Linked DNA regions of Mus musculus: region 1 is linked to region 2. Evidence: chromatin contacts called from public HiChIP or PLAC-seq data. All regions are on one chromosome and are shown on one strand. The core of a region is the stretch at or near the end of the contact, and the rest is flanking DNA. Distances in the headings are between cores, read along the strand shown.

Region 1 (5,134 bases), core at 735-3,234, 97 kb after region 2:
TTTCATATCTTCCTCAGGAGAAGAACGGGCAGTCTGTGGAGCTAGCCACGAGTGCCTAGCGGCCCGAGAAAGTGCCTCTGTGATAGAAGGTAACCTTACCAAAACTTTTCTCTTGTTTCTGCATGAGTTGACTGAGGCGTGCCTGAGTCGCTGCAGCTTCGCATGGAGCACCAAGCCCGGAGGCAGAGAGTAGAAAAGGGAATCACTCGGATCTGGGGCCCAAGCGTGGATCTGGTGAGCAGCATGCAGGGCCCAGGATCCACTATTGTGAAGCCACTTTGGGAGCTGGGGTCTAGTGGCTAGGGAGGCAGGCAGTGGGGGAAGGGACGAGGGAGCGTGTAAAATGATGGCGAATGACAAAGCCACATGCTTCCCTCACTCTGCCTGTAATCCTAAAATCCCAGCGGCCCCTTTTAGCTTCCTAGTAACAAATGGATTTGATTAAACCGTCACACGCAGTGTTAGCATAGCATATCGTGTTCGGTATGAAAAAGATCATAAATCTGACTTGTGTTTCATAACAGCAATCTGAGTAGCCCCGGTTAAAATGTGCTGAATCTCTCTCTCTCTCTCTCTCTCTCTCTCTCTCTCTCTCTCTCTCTCTCTCTCTCTCTCTCTCCCTGTTAAGATGCAGACACTTGGGTACAAGGAACCTATGTCCACTGAACACGACACAGTCACTTTTGCAACACACAGAAGCAGTGTTTTGATATTAAGGTTGCATTGGGAGAAGCAGGGGTGTAGACAAAAACAAGGTTGTAATTTCAACTCTTTCTTGGGGGTGGCAGGCATACATTTCATCAAGCAGGTGTAGAAAGGTCTGGGAAAATACCCAAGACTGATATCACTTCCCTTAGCCTGGTAGCAACACCCCGCCCCCAACCTTTGCAAACTGTCCCAACCCCTCTTCCAGAGTCAGGGTGTGCGAATGTTGCAGCTCCCAATGAACTTTGTCTATTATGCACTAGACTCCTACTTGAGATGTTGCGTCGCGCTGCAGCCGCGCGCTCCACTCTCTTCCTCCGGCATCCACGTCTTCCGCCCCACATCTATTTCATGTCTCATCACAAAAATAATGATGCCTCCCATGATTTAAACAGAACCAAACAAACACAAAACCCTCTCTGCAGACCTGCAGCCCGGTGAAAGTTGCAGTGGTGGTGGGGATGGTTCGGGTGCAGCTTTACTTTATGCCTTCTTGGGAGAGGATGGGGAAGAAGAAGAAAAAAAAGCCACCCAACATCCGCACACGCACGCGCGCACCAGCAGACATACACAGCACAAATAAGCCGACGCGTGAGTACACAACCCCTGACTTACCTTCTCAATTAAGCGATACAGGGGAGGGTGTTCAATGAGCCCAGCGGCTGCTTGGTAGCGCTTCTCCTTGGGAAAGGTCAAAAAGAAACATTGTTTGAAAAAAAAAAAGGAAAAAAAAAAACCGGGGGGTAGAATCTCTCTCTATATATTTTTTTAAGTTTAAAATAATGAGGTCCTCCAGGATCCGCCAAGTACCAGTGTGGACCGCATGCGAGCCACAGGTGTCCTTCTTTTAGGCAACTGCAGTCCGGGGGATGTCTCTCTTGGTCCTGGCTCCTGACAACTTACCCCAGCAGTGTGCGAGGAGCCCGAGCTGAAGGAAGCCCTGGCTCTCAGCCGCAAAATGCAATCCCTTCCCAGCCAGACATAATACAGCCCAAGAAAAGGTCACCCAGTTATTACAGCGCCTCGGAGCCCAGGCAGCGCCTGTCAGATCCACAGTGAAGGCAGCTCCCTTCCGATTTAAGAGTATTTACCTCTCGCCCCCACCCCTCCCTCTTCTCTCTCTTCCTTCTCTCCCTCCCTCTAGCTGGCTCCCTTGCTCGCTAGCTTGCTTGAGCTCTCTCTCTCTCTCTCTCTCTCTCTCTCTCTCTCTCTCTCTCTCTCTCTCTCTCTCTCTCTCTCTCGCTGTGTCTCTGCTGTCTGTTCCGCAGCTCAGTCAAGTACAGCCGCCCTCGGAAAGTGCAAAAGCAGCCACGAGACAGATCCAGGCTTTGTTGCTAATTTCCCAGGGTGAAAATTGACAAGCCTGGGAGTGCAGTCAGCACAACCCATTGCATATGCTACTGACAAACGCTGGGGACATCCCCTCCCACCCATGCCTATCACACAGAGAATGTGACCTCTGCAGGACTGGACTCTGGAAGGACCCTACCTCCAGGACTCGCCCACAAGAAGAACTGCAAAAGAGCTCCAAAGGAGAAGGGTAGGGCTTCCTAAAATAACGGGGGCATTTTGGAATAGGATGGGGACTATGAAAGCAAATTGCCCTCTAAATCTGTTACTGACAGTGCCAGTGGAGGAAGTTAAAATAAAAGCCAAGGAATCAAAGTGCTACCAGGGAACACTGGAAAACTGCACAGCCCTCCTTTTAGTAAATGTCTGGGGGTGTCTGCAGTTTCCAGGGCTATGAATTCTGTTTAGAAACTCTCTGAAGTCCCTGTGCAGAATGCCTTGTCATGTAAACTCAGGCCAGGCAGTGCCACACACCCTTTCCTCTCTCTCGAATGGCCCCAGGAGTCAGACTGTGAACTTGTACCCCATACCAGGTGCTGAACCCAAAGTGGCCACTGAAACACACTTACTACAGATAGGTGAATACTTGACTTTGAAACCTGCTTCAGTGTTAGTCCCCAGGAAGCTGAGCCAGACTTCCAGGACTAAGCCGGTCCCCTGGCCACTTGCCCACCTACACCCTGCCTTCATACACTTATTTTAAGGCCTGGGTACATCCTTTTATTTTTGCCTCTAAATTTTTCCCATTACTCTTAACCTCTTCCCTGCACTCCGATGCTCTATAGGTCACTGGTAGCTTTAAACCATCTCCTTTTTCTAAGTTTTTAAACTTCAGCTATCGCCCACTTTGGTGTCTCTATCAAGGTCCTCTCAGCATCTCTCACAAAGCCTTGTCAAAAGGTTAAGCTTAAAAATAGTGCCAGTTTGAATGACACTGGATGTGATGCTCTCAGTGCCAAGACAGGATCAATTGTTGAACTACCCACCCACCCCAAAAAAACACTACCCACAAAACACCCTTCAAACAATACAGAAAAACTTTGCTACTTCTGTAACATCAATTTTAATATCTATCTATCTATCTATCTATCTATCTATCTATCTATCCGATCTATCAAATTATATATATATATATATATACATATATATATATACACACACACACACACACACACACACACTAAAGCAGTCCCCCTTGAATATTTATGTTAAATTATGCTTCCCTATATCCAAAGTCCTGGCATAGCCGGTCTAATTTATTTTTTAATCCCAACCTTCAGAAGGCTCCTAAGAAAATAGTAGGTGGCTTGCTTTCTTCTCCCTTTCAAAGACAACAAAACTCAGAACTAACCTGAAAAATACCGAAATTCACAGACAGGAAGATTACTGAGAACCCCTTCAGCTGTTCAGTCTATAAGCAGACTTCTTAAGTTTTGGCTTTTCCTGGCCCTAGTACTCAGGCGTGCGCGCACGCACACACACACACACACACACACACACACACACACACACATCCACACAGCTCCCTGCTTGTCCTACCCCACCCTCCAGCCAGATCTACTCTGAAAACACTCTGGTGTGTGTGTATGTGTGTGTGTGTGTGTGTGTGTGTGTTGCCTGTTATCTTTAGCAGCCAATGTACTGAGAAGAAAAGAGGGAGGGAGGGAGAAGTATGTGTGGGGAAAGGGAGAAATAAAATCAAAACAAATGGCACAGCTAATGAGGACAATTAAATTAATTATGTTCAAGGAGGATGAGGTTTTTTTTCCCTCCAACTGTATGATCTGTTACCCCTCGCTGGCAACTGCTTCTCCGTAATTCATGGCAACTGATGAGTGCATCTATGCAAATCTTTGTTTAAATCATTCAACTAATTAAATGATGGGATTATTCCTCTGCCTACGGTGACATCATTCGCAGTAATTAGTACTCTTTTGGACTGTGGCAGTAAGATCCCCCATATCAACACCAACCTGCAAAGGCATTAACCACTTTGATACCTTAAAAAAGGGCAACTATCCAGAGCTCTAATTGTATCCCATCCCCTTCCTCTCCCCCCATCCTCCTTTTCCTCTCTGGGTTAGCATATACCCCATACTTGTAGAGAGAGAGAGGGAGAGGGAGAGGGGGGGGGTGAAGTTAGTGAATAATATGCTAAACCACATGTGTAAAAGAATAAAATGGAATAGTTAACATTCAGCTCCATGCCATTCATTTTCCCCTAAAATGTAATGATAATTAGATGGGTCATAAAATGCTCTTCTTTTCATTATGACTGATGAAATGCATTAAAGCTGACAGGGTATTACCTGACAGTAATTAGGTTTTGTCATGAATTAAATTATTTGAAAGCAGGCTATCTCCCCAATCACGCAATTTACAGCAAGATTTTTTTTTAATCTGTGCCACAGAAGAGAGAGAGAGAGAGAGAGAGAGAGAGAGAGAGAGAGAGAAAATAGCAGTTTTTCTCTTCATAATCATATGAATTATTCACAGAAAAAAAATCATCAGAAAAACCCCCGTGCAGATGAAGAGGCTTGATGCTTAATGCGCACAGATGTGATCGCCAGTGGTCGCCGACAATGAAATATACAAGTGCACACAAAGTGATCCGGTGAACAAGAGGTGGAATTTAATCATCTTCTGCTGACACTTTGTGAAAAACACCATTAACCCTCAGCAAACCCCTGTTTTCCTGGCTCCCTGTAACCCCTAAAGTCTCAGCCCCTCCTCCCAAGGAGAAAAAGTGAAAGAAGAATTTGTGGTTTTGTTTACTCAGCCAAGCTAAAGGTTGGATCCAGCCAGGCAAGCACTTTCTTCATTTCCTGAGAGTAAACTACCCACTTTAATTACACATGCTTCGGAAATCTTTGCAAAAAGATTGCCATTGAGAGCTACATCTTCTTGGCCCGATTTTCTTTTGCCTACCCCTTCTTTCTGCTACTTATACATTTGATGAGAGTGTTTAACTCAATCTATTCCACATTCTCTAATACAAAAATAAAATAAAATAAAATACCAAGAAGGTAGACTATCTTTTCCTGGACTTTTCTATTGTGATTCTTTATGAGGGAGGGGG
Region 2 (4,561 bases), core at 1,330-3,829:
GTTTGTCTGTCTGTTTTTGTCCCTTTTTGTTTAAGGATAAGAATTGGTTTGCAAAGAAATTTAAATTAACACCAAAGCAAAGAAAGGAGACAAGAAGATTTTGTGGGCTTAGATTATCAACTCCAAAGAAAGGAAAGAGACTCCAGCAATAAGATACTGCCTCTGGTAGGCTGTCAGTGTTCCTCTGCTTTTAAAACTCCCTAACAAGGTGAGCGAAACCATTCCAAGAACACTATTGTCAAGAGACACCTTTGAACTGATCTATCCTGCAGGATAACCCCCAGAAAGGTAGAGGGAAAAAAATAACTTTCATATGTTTGTGGCCGCACAGTGCAGCTCTGACTTCTGAACATTTTTCCCCAATTATTTTTGTAAAGTATTGATCGCAATTTAATTTTGCAGTCCCAACATGAGAGGCGCTTCATGCTGAAATGTCTCACAGGAGAATGTAATCAGGGTCTAGCCCGAAGGTGAAGCACGCGGACACGGGCTTTCCTCCGTTCCTCCCCTCTTCGTCGGCGCGGGCATTGGAGCAGAGGGCATTCTCAGGCAGATTAATTTTTGACGATGGGATCGATGGAAGATGTTTTTTTTTTTTCCTCTTGACATTGAGTCATCTAATTTGCTGTTTATCTTTGGCTTATTGAGTTTCGAGCATTGTTAAATCATACCTCTCAGCTGTTTAATTTCAGATGTGAATTTTGAATTCCCTTCTTGTACTTGGGCATAACTCTTTTACCTAAAAGGAACAAGATGATGGGCTTTTTTTTTTTTTTTTTTTTTTTTTTGACACTGGGTTACCGCTTTGGAGTCTGTTAAGTACTCCGAGGTAATGTTATAGCACCTTCTAGCCTTTTCTCTTTGCTTGTGGCCATAGATCAGCTCACCTCTAGGGAAATCAGGACTTGCCATCATTATTATCCCTAGCCCCTTCATCTGGTCTCCCTTGTTTCCTGACTCCAAGGCTTGATGAAGTGCCTGGATGTACGAACACCTTATCTCAAGTCTCATAATTAACCCCTTCATAACACAGGCTGAGGGAATTATTTTTCTTGTGACCTGCTGGTTCAATATCGGTGGCCCTTTACAGAAAACATGTGGATTTACCAGTTTCAATTCTGTTTTGGCTGTAAGATATGAATGTTATTAGTATGCCAATGGGTATAAGAAAAATGTTTTCCACCTGGAGAAACTTGGCTTTATAAAACCGTTATTCGAGAGAGAGAGAGAGAGAGAGAGAGAGAGAGAGAGAGAGAGAGAGAGAGAGAGAGAGAGGATCAAACTATATAAACTATGGCTCACGACAGCACCACATGTATACAGCTGAACATTCTCCGCAGCAGCAAGAGGATGTTAAATGTTATTCAGCTTATCCATTTTTCTGGGCCAGATCTTAATTATACCATGCTAATAAAATACTAAATCGGGTGCTTTTTATGTTTGAAAGATGTGTGGTATATTTTAAAAGAGTTGAAAAATGAAATTAAATATGCTTATAAAATGTAGCTCTGGATCTGAATTTAACAATAAGGCCACATTCCAGTCTTAATTAATTAATTAATTAAAGCCATCTTATGCCATATCTCCAGCCTCTCATGGACTTGCCTGAACAGTAAGATGTCTTATGTACTATCAGGAGAACAGCTGTTTCTCAAATTCTGCATGGGTTTGCTAACTACTTGGGTTCCGTAAGAAAATCAGCTTCCTCATTAGTCAAATTAGAAAGTTCAAAAGATATATTTAGGCATGCAATACAGAAATGGTGACATTTTGGTATGGAATGATGCCCATTTCTCTCTCTCTCTCTCTCTCTCTCTCTCTCTCTCTCTCTCTCTCTCTCTCCCCCCATTTCTCTCTCTCTGCCCATTTCTCTCTCTCTCTCTCTCTCTCTCTCTCTCTCTCTCTCTCTCTCTCTCTCTGTCCTACATTTTGCCTCCTCTGAATTGGTTTGATGTCCATTGTTGCTCTCAGTGGTACCATCACTGTATAGTCATGACCACTCATTTGTGTTAATTTTGGTTATGCTGTTGATATATTTTTTTAAAAAAATCTTATAACTCTGTATTATGAAACACTCCTTTGATGCCATTTTGCAAATTGCTTATATATCTCTAGAAACTGGCCCATATCTTTTCCTTGAAGTTGCTCTCATTTCCTCATAGCCATTTTGTAATCATGACGGGTGATCAAGACTGAAACCTGCTTTCAGATAAGTATTCATGCCACTACTCCTTTCTTAGCTCCTGTTCCTCACATGTCTGGGGGAGGGCCTCTCACAGCCTGATGTCCTGAGCCCTGTGCGAGAAGTACAGTCTGTAAGTGCTGGCATATGCAAAAGAATTTCTATTTATTTCTATTTAGAGACAGTATGGTTTAGTTGTTTCTTTTTAAATTTTAAACCAGTTTTATCTCCTTTTACTGTGTCCAACGAAGTGATAACTTTTTTTTCCAGGCAACAAAGTAAACCTTTGAATCCTTACCTTGTAACCATTTGCTTTCTTTCCTCCTCTGGACTTTCTGTTGAATGAGGACTTAGTGTAAGTGTCTCTGCTCTTCAGCTGGCACTACAGTTGGAGATGAGTTACTGTGGAAAAATGTAGACAGGAATTTTCTGCTCCTTGAGAGAGTATATGAATTGTGAATGCATTAAGAATTTGAAAATTAACATGTGCATCTATAAACATTACATTGGAATAGCCTTATGACTCTATTGAACTGTTTCAGGTGAGAAATGGTTAACTCACCAGCAGGAAAAAGTCAATTTCCAAAACTGTGAAAGGAAGAATTAGAATAAAGGGCTCTATTGTCCAAAAGTATGTTTTCCCTCAAGATTAAGCTCTGGTCGCCCGACAACATCAGGGCCAAGTGCTTCCAGGCTTCATGCCAGGGTTAAAAAGAAACTCCTTAGAGTGGATCACATCATCACATCATCACATCAGTACACACACACACACACACACACACACACACACACACACACACACACACACAGAGAGAGAGAGAGAGAGAGAGAGAGAGAGAGAGAGAGAGAGAGGGAGAGAGAGAGAGGCAAAGAGAGGCAAAGAGAGACAGACAGACAGATGTATACACACAGAGAGAGACAGAGAAAAAGAGAGGGTGGGAGAGAGACAGAGGCAGACAGACCTACAGATACACATGCCTGCACACAGACATGCACGTACACACACACACACAGAGACAGAGAAACAGAGAGGGAGACAGAGAGATAGACAGATATACACAAACACATACAAAGACACACAGACACATACAAAGGCATACAGAGACAGATATACACACACAGAGAGACAGAGAGAGGCACACACAGACACACAGAGAGAAACAGAGAGGGAGGGAGACAGAGAGAACAAGACAGACAGACAGACAGACACACACACACACACACACACAGAGAGAGAGAGAGAGAGAGAGAGAGAGAGAGAGAGAGAGAGAGAGAGAGAGAGAGAGAGAAAGAAAGAATGGGGAGGGTGTTCCGGTGGATGGAGAGCCTATTTCTGTTTAACTTGTTTGGGTGATTTCACATATTCATGAATTACTGCTGGTCAGTTTCACCAAAATCAAACTCAAACTTCTAAGACAGTTTACTTTTTTCAAACACATAGCCTATCACTGAGCTACCTACACCTGAGGCTTCCTCCTAAGATGCATGCACATGGATGGCAGGGGCGGATCCTGTGGGACCCCTCTGCTCTCTACCTTGTTTCCTGAGACAGGGTCCCCTACTGGGTGCTCTGGCTAGAAAGCAGGCTAACAAGCCAGGAGGATCTTCCTGTCTCTGCCTCTCAAATGCTGGGATTACAAATCCTTCCTGAACTCTGCTAAGATATTTTCAAATCAAAATAGTTTGTCCTCATCTCCTTTGTATTTTGGAGCAGTTTATGAAACCAAATATTGCAAGTATAGCTTGCATATTTATGTTGGATATTGTAAATATGGCTATATGGTATAGTTATACCATGGTTGTATATCTTCACAGTAAATAACTCAGGGGCATAACAAAGGAATTACCACTGAAATCTTGAGTCTCTATGCTCTTTTGGCAACCCATTTATTACCTGCTGCAACCTTGATTGTAAACGTCAGTCACCTGACTATCACAGATGAGGATATTTCTGAAGAAGAGCTGTTACAGACTACGAAACAATGGGCTGGGGAGGCAGGCTCAGCGGTTGAGAACTCTGGCTGCTCATGCAAAGGACCCCTCCAGGTTCAGTTACCAGCACCCACATCTGCTTAGAACTCTTAGTTCCAAGGGATGGGATAACTTCCTCTGGCCTTGAAGGTGTTGTGTCCATGTACTACACAGATATACATGTAAGAGAAGCACTCATATACTTTAAAATAAAAACAATGATGCTATAGAGTAGGGAACTTAGTTGTCTTAAACAGGAAGTCTTATTTGCAAGGAAACTAAGCAAGCTACACAAAGCTACCTGACCAAAACTCGTTTTAGAGTTAGCCCAATGTCTAGGATACCCCTTGCTTTCTCCCATCTGGTCCCCTAGTGGGAGTGAGTTGCTTGGAAAATATCATTAACTTT

Evidence for each region. HiChIP or PLAC-seq counts read pairs in DNA pulled down with a chosen protein or histone mark.
Region 1: an H3K4me3 HiChIP or PLAC-seq map of neural progenitor cells shows a contact between it and region 2, with 46 read pairs. The contact joins the promoter of A830011K09Rik here to the enhancer-like site in region 2. A contact is called at or near these places in 5 of 39 promoter capture datasets (liver, neutrophils, pre-B cells and 1 more), 3 of 484 Hi-C or Micro-C datasets (Sertoli cells, neural progenitor cells and stem cell-derived neural progenitor cells), 3 of 115 datasets of contacts at active chromatin or transcription factors (embryonic stem cells, neural progenitor cells and stem cell-derived neural progenitor cells) and 4 of 9 other capture datasets (adipose tissue, embryonic stem cells, liver and 1 more).

The regions. Positions count from the first base shown.
Region 1 is chr6:138,421,121-138,426,254 of GRCm38.p6, forward strand. A830011K09Rik (RIKEN cDNA A830011K09 gene) reads left to right here and starts at 1,985. Exons shown (of 4, transcript NR_126073.1): 1 at 1,985-2,245; 2 at 4,552-4,680. It overlaps Lmo3 (LIM domain only 3), which reads right to left and starts at 1,910. Exons shown (of 4, transcript NM_001356306.1): 1 at 1,321-1,910.
Region 2 is chr6:138,323,077-138,327,637 of GRCm38.p6, forward strand. No RefSeq gene overlaps it. Among named protein-coding and RNA genes, the nearest start is that of Lmo3, 98 kb to the right of the region's middle. Within about 2 kb of position 2,580, at least 11 of the 459 cell types and tissues checked have an H3K27ac peak or open chromatin away from gene starts, as enhancers often do. A contact at or near this core is called in Sertoli cells and neural progenitor cells, where this site is marked.